Regions from separate parts of the Lactuca sativa genome. Here region 1 is linked to region 2. A link is a contact called in public Hi-C data. All regions are on one chromosome and are shown on one strand. Each heading gives the region's core, a stretch centred on a gene start, on an enhancer-like site or on the middle of the called end of the contact. The rest is flanking DNA. Distances are from core to core; before and after follow the strand shown.

The links. A called contact is a pair of places that touch in the nucleus more often than the background predicts.
Region 1: a Hi-C map of leaf shows a contact between it and region 2, with 2.6 times the contacts expected there. The contact joins the promoter of LOC111920404 here to the promoter of LOC111920401 in region 2. A contact is called at or near these places in 2 of 4 Hi-C or Micro-C datasets (both in leaf).

The regions. Positions count from the first base shown.
Region 1 is chr9:65,844,762-65,848,136 of Lsat_Salinas_v11, forward strand. It overlaps LOC111920404, which reads left to right and starts at 1,308. Exons shown (of 5, transcript XM_023915986.3): 1 at 1,308-1,571; 2 at 2,129-2,429; 3 at 2,508-2,666; 4 at 2,755-3,050; 5 at 3,125-3,375. The coding sequence starts at 1,374. The coding sequence ends at 3,346.
Region 2 is chr9:65,680,043-65,683,371 of Lsat_Salinas_v11, forward strand. It overlaps LOC111920401 (metal-nicotianamine transporter YSL3), which reads right to left and starts at 2,008. Exons shown (of 7, transcript XM_023915981.3): 1 at 1,456-2,008; 2 at 1,205-1,377; 3 at 1,022-1,119; 4 at 809-943; 5 at 516-705; 6 at 334-445; 7 at 1-15. The coding sequence starts at 1,819.

The DNA.
Region 1 (3,375 bases), core at 58-2,557, 160 kb after region 2:
CCACACCACCACCGATTTAACATATTTCATCTCCACCTCCCCTGTTTTACCGAGAACCACAACCGAAGCCATAACTTTCGAAGCCACTAGCAGAACCAGAAACCACCACCCTTCTATCGCCGGAAACACTACCACCTCTTTGAGCTCATGACTAAGAAAAAGAAAAGAAGAAGATGAAGATAAGCAATTGTTGATTTTTTGGCTGCGAGGAATACACATCAAAGGAATAAATCAAGTTAGGCACATTATTCATATACGTACAACTTTGTTATGCACTTGAATATTTATTAAGAGAATCTTGACTAAGCAGACGCATTTCATGACTACATTTATATTTTCAATCAAATGATTTATCGTATCATGGATTCTAGACAAGTCTACAAACGAGTGGAATCACAAGTGCTATGATTTTTGAGTTTACTTAGCTTTAAGATCGAACTCATGGGATAATATACAACATCAATATGTACAATATTATGGTGATGTGTCTACAAAAGCAGCATGATATTGTACATATTGATGTTGTATCTTATCCCATGAGTTCGATCTTAAAGCTAAGTAAACTCAAAAATTACAGCACTTGTGAGTCCACTCGTTTGTAGACTTGTCTAGAATCCATGATACGATAAATCATTTGATTGCAAATGTAAATGTAGTCATGAAATGCGCCTACTTAGTCAAGATTCCCCTAATAAATATTCAAGTGCATTACAAAGTTGTACATGCATGAATAATGTCTTTTCGTAAGTTATGTTTTGAAGAGAAGCAAGAATGGATATCATAAAGTCATTAATATCAGTAGGAGATGATGTGAGATTTGTTGTAAATGAGTAAAGAGAAAATGAATCAGGAGGGTAACCAACTGTTGCGTTTGTTCTCATTTGGTCCCTTTCCTTTTTTTGTACTCAATATACCATCGAACTTGTTGTTTGTGTTCACCATAACCCTTTGACCGGCTATCACAGGTCAAAAGCCGGTCAAAAGGGCTATGGTAAACACTAACAACAAGTTCGATGGTATATTGAATAGAAAAAAAAAGGACCAAATGAGTACAAACGCAAAAGTTAGTTACCCTCAAGAATCATTTTCCTTTTATTTAATTCAAAATTAATGTTACAAGACATGACTAACACGAAAAGGTACTACAAAATGAAACTTGTAAACACTAATTTATTTTAGTTTATTTATTTATTTTCTTTTTGAACTCAGGACCATAGATGTTATAGTAAAAAGTAAAAACGCTACGCCGATTAGATCAGCACACGTGGGCGTTGAATTGTCCCCAAATAAATACGGGTTCCAGTAGAACACACCAAATCCAACAGAAGAAGCAGACGACTGTAACTTAGAGGAAAAGGAAGCGAACGTTAGAGATGAAGGGATCGACGGAGACGAAGTTCTTGCAGGAACTAGTGCTGTATGCCGCCAGCGCCGCCCTCAGTTGCCTGGTGCTGTTCGCCGGCCTCAAACACCTCGATCCTAATCGAGAATCTTCGAAGAAAGCCCTTGAACAGAAGAAAGAAATCTCCAAGCGCTTAGGTCGCCCCCTTATTCATACAAATCCCTACGAGGTATGTAATTGGTTTATACGCTTACAGTCGACTAATTCAATCTCTTTGAAGATTTTACACTTTCTGATTGACGATTTCAATCTACATAGAACTCAAACATAGTCGTCTGTTCGTAGTTTCTGAAAAATTGTTATTTTACTGGTTTCATGTTTTTAACAAGTGCCACTACGAATTAGGGTTAGGGATTAAATTGCTACAAAGCCCATCGCTATTTGACGATTGAAACTGTGCGCCCCTTTGAATTGCTGGAAGAAGTTAAGAAGTATATTAGGGTTTATGATAAAGTTGTTGCCTTGATGCTCTGCTAAAGTGCTAATACAAGCGATTGTTATAAGAGTCTTGCATAAAAGCACTGGTTAATCGCTTAAGATAGGGTTTCCTGAATTGTGGAACATTCTAGGCTTCTCCTTGCAAACAAACCATCAATCTTGCAAAAATGCAAAAGAAGCACCATGTGCCTCTAGTTTGTTGATCTTTCTGGATTTGTTTTTCTACCATTTGCTAAAAGTCATGGATGCCTGATAACCTTTTTTTTTATCATTGTTTGCTAATAACAGGATGTGATTGCATGCAACGTGATAAACCCTGATCACATTGGCGTTGAATTTGACTCCATTGGAGGGCTGGAAACCATCAAACAATCACTTTATGAATTGGTGATATTACCTCTACGTAGGCCTGAGCTTTTCTCCTATGGAAAGCTCCTCGGCCCTCAAAAAGGCGTTCTTTTATATGGCCCACCAGGTACAGGGAAAACCATGCTTGCAAAAGCTATTGCTAAAGAATCTGGTGCTGTTTTCATCAATGTCAGAATATCAGATCTCATGAGCAAATGGTTCGGAGATGCACAAAAACTCGGTTAGTATTTTGATGGTGTTTTTTTATTTTTCATTTTTTTAAATCTTCTGTATTAATCATTTTTTTCTTTGTTTACAGTTGCTGCAGTGTTTAGTTTGGCTTACAAACTCCAACCTGCTATAATATTTATCGATGAGGTGGATAGTTTTCTTGGTCAACGCCGGACTACAGACCATGAAGCATTGACCAACATGAAGACCGAGTTTATGGCTTTATGGGATGGTTTCACTACAGATCGTAAGTTTTCTTTTTCAAAACTCGGATATAGTAATTAAAAAGCCAATTTTAATATTATAAATGGTTTAATAATATTTAATTTATGTAGATAATGCTAGAGTGATGGTTCTTGCTGCAACAAACCGGCCTTCTGAGCTGGATGAAGCAATACTGAGACGACTTCCACAGGCATTTGAGATTGGGATACCTGATCGCAAAGAAAGGGCTCAGATATTGAAGGTGGTTTTGAAAGGTGAAAGAGTAGATGACCAAATTAACCTCGACTCCATAGCTGCATTGTGTGAAGGATACACCGGTTCAGATCTTCTTGAGCTCTGCAAACAAGCAGCCTATTTCCCCATAAGGGATCTTCTAGATGATGAGAAGAAAGGAATTAAAACAAATGTTAGTATCCTTTTCCTTTCCCTTTGTCTGAATACAACTACAAGTGTGTTTTGTTGATGTTGATTGTATTATAGGGGCCAAGGGCATTATCACAAGCGGATTTGGAGAAGGTGGTGCTTACAACAAAGAAGACGAGGGTTGCAGCAAGTGAGTATAGTGGTTTGAGCAGCTCACAATCAGAAGTGTGGTCAGTGCCAAGGGAAACGGATGATTATCAAGCTGCCATTAGTGAGCTTTCAAAGATTGTTGTGTCACAGATTATGAACATTAGAGCAGAAAACCAAGATCGTGATTGAAGATCAATTCATATTTAAGATTTCATCTC
Region 2 (3,329 bases), core at 758-3,257:
TATTTTTGTCTGGATCTGTATTTATCATAGACAATAATGTTATTAAAACGGTCTGTACATGACATGACAAAATATGTATGGTACATGACATGTACATGACATGACAGACACAGACAGTTGTGTACATGCACCGGACTGGGAATGACGTAAATCAACAAAAATTGCAACTTTTTGTCCTGTCAAAAAAGTGGAACAAGGTGAGAAAGTCTGTCCAGTCATGTTCAGTACTCTCTTCTGTACTCTCTTTCTGGTGTGACAAACACAAGATAGCAGAGGTCACGTGGGGCAACATGATGGAACTAATTTTTGATGATGTAGCTTTGAAGTACTTACTGTTTTTGGAGTTCTTTTTTGAGGAGGTATATATGTTTCTGGCAGTGAAAAAGGTTATCTTGAGAAAATTGTACAGACCGTCGCCTAGGATAAGTGCAATCGCAATGAAAACCTAGGAATACAATAAACGATTAGACCACAAAAATCGATAAATATTTTATTTATATATTTTTTAAGCTAACCTTGTAACCATTTAAACTCTTCATGCTGCTTTGAGGTAAACTAGAAGGAAACCAATCGCCTTTGCGATCACCTATGAGCGGCCACATTATACCATAGGATAGTACAGCACCTGCAAGCAACGACAAGTTCACTAGATGTGAACATATCATCCCTGCTCCTATATAAGTCATACTAAAATCAAAATAAAACCTGCAAATAAAAAAAAAAACAACATATTTTTTATATTAAAACAAGCCCTCGGATCACGATTTATTATAAAGAATATACACAAATAAAGTAAGTACACACTCACGAGTTCGCATAAGCTTTTAACCCAAACGTGGGGAAATATGTGAAGCCACAAGTGCCCGAACCCGAATAAAACCACTGGAAAAAAGCCCACAAGAAACTACCACCGAAAAATTTGGTGAACCCCACAACTTGTTTCCTGTATAAAATCGTACAAATAAAAATAATGTTAAATTCTTTTAGTTCATTGTTCTGAATTCTGAGTTCTGAATGATACCTGGCCATTTTGTCGCCTTTGGGAGTGTGGAAACCATTGATGAGCACTGCTGTAGCTGTCCCACTAGGGTAAGTCAACTTATAATCTATGATCATAATCTGCAAAATAATTCATACTTCAAAGATCAAAGTTCAAACTCTGAAAGTTATATTATGTACAAGTCAAGAAGCAGAAGGTACAAACCTTTCTAAGAGGAACCAAAGCCAAAAGCCCAACAAAGCTACTAACAAACAAAAAGCCAGTCATCCAACCGATTCCAGGTTCTTTAAAACTCCCAGGTGAATTTCCTTCCGTATCGATTCCAGCTTGTTCGTATGTCTTCTTGTTCAATCCCAACAAATAAGATCCAAATCCACCTACAGAAATCGTTGACTTAATCAACAATTAAAAAAATGAAAACATCGTTGCATAGATCAGATTGAATGGAATAGAACCTCCAACGGCAATGCTGTAGCAAGCGACAGCACATGTTTGAATGATTGTATTCTCTTGTCTGGTGAACGGCGTCGTTACGAATCCAGCTTTGTGAACGAGCTTCGTCCATGTTCTGATGAACACGAACGCCAAAAGAGCAGCTGAGACATTTAAATTAGGTACGAGTCCAGTGGTTAAATTAAGCTTCATCACGATTACACTGTACATGATTCCGATCAATAAGCTAGCCACCAATCCTCGAATCGTGATGTGCTTGTTCCACGGCGGCAACCTCTTAACTGAGCCACCGTCGTCGTTTTCCTCGGGTGTCGTATGATCCATCATTTCGCTCTCTTCAATCTCTCTCGCCCCCTCAGTTGTCATAAATGCCTTATTCAAATTAGTGATCAAAAAGTAAGAAATCGAGAGGGTTTTCAGAGTTTGAATGATGTACAGTTTGCGAAACTGGGTGTAGGAGAAGGAATTTTGGACGACTTTAAAGATGAATTGAATGTACCTTCAGACGTGTGTAGTACAAATGGGATTAGGATTAAATGCTTTGTAGTACAATCAATTTCAACAATAATCGACTCATAATTGGATTTTGAGGTTCCAAGTGGTGAGTTGAAATATATGCATCCAACCAGTTGTTTGACTTGCTTTTTGTGAATTAGAAAGAGACTGGTTTGGTTGTGAATAGTTTAGAATATTTTGTTCCGTGAATAATCAAACCATGTTATATTTATGGGATATTTTCAAATTTAACCCTGCTTTTTGATTATATACCAAATGAACCCTTAACCTTTTTTAAGAAAATCTGGTAGCGATGTTCATTAATTTATTGGTTTAGTTTGTTTGGTTTAACTACTTAAACTAACCCAAAGACCCAGTAGGGTTTGTGTTTCCATTTTTGGTTTCAAATCAATAAAATCGAACTCGAAATATGGGTTGTCAATAATATGTTTTCGTTTAAATTAGGTTTTGATGATGTGAACTATTAATTTATAATAACAAAATTGATATACATATATTAGCACACCCGCTTGTTTTAGTTTATATTATTTCAAAATTCAATCTAAAAGTTAATATTTGTTTTTTAATCGATATCAAATTAGAACCAAAACCAAATTGGAATTATTAAACATGGTTTGTTTTGGTTTTTGTGTTTTTCTTACCCTAAAGAAATTAAGCATCTTCACTGTTTGAACAAGGGCATGTGAAAAGTTAAAAGTTAAGTTTACAAATGTAATTTATTATCGAATGTTCTCATGATATGGAGACTAGTGACCGAGGCGTAAATTAGAAACTAGGCGAATGTTCTCATGATATGGAGACTAGTGATTGAGGCGTATATTAGAAACTAGACGAATCCTCGTGCGTGGCGAGCAAATATAATATTTAATTTAGTGGCGGAGCGTGAACAATTAACTTGGGGGCCGAAAATATTATAAACTGAAATTAACATTCTAAAAAAAAACAGATTGTTTTCAACAAATAAACACCAAAAACAACTAGAAAAAGAATTACAACTCAGTCTGACGACCTTTAATGTCTTTAAATTCATCAATTACAGACTTCGAATCAATGTTTTCAGCAATTTCTCTTTCTATGTAAATCACCAAGTTGTTTGCGAGAAAATCATCCGACATCTTATTGCGAAGACGGTTCTTGAATATTTTTATTGCTGAAAATCTTCTCTCTGTTGTTGCGGTAGAAACTGGAAGTGTCAAGATTAACCTAACCACTCTATCAAACAAATAATGTCTCACGTTTCTGAGTTTCCACAAGACGCTTGCATAGCTCAGCAATAGTTGATACACCACTTAGCCTTGGATTCTTTGTCATATCAATATTAAAAATCTCCAATTGATATCGTAATTGAATCCTTTCTTGC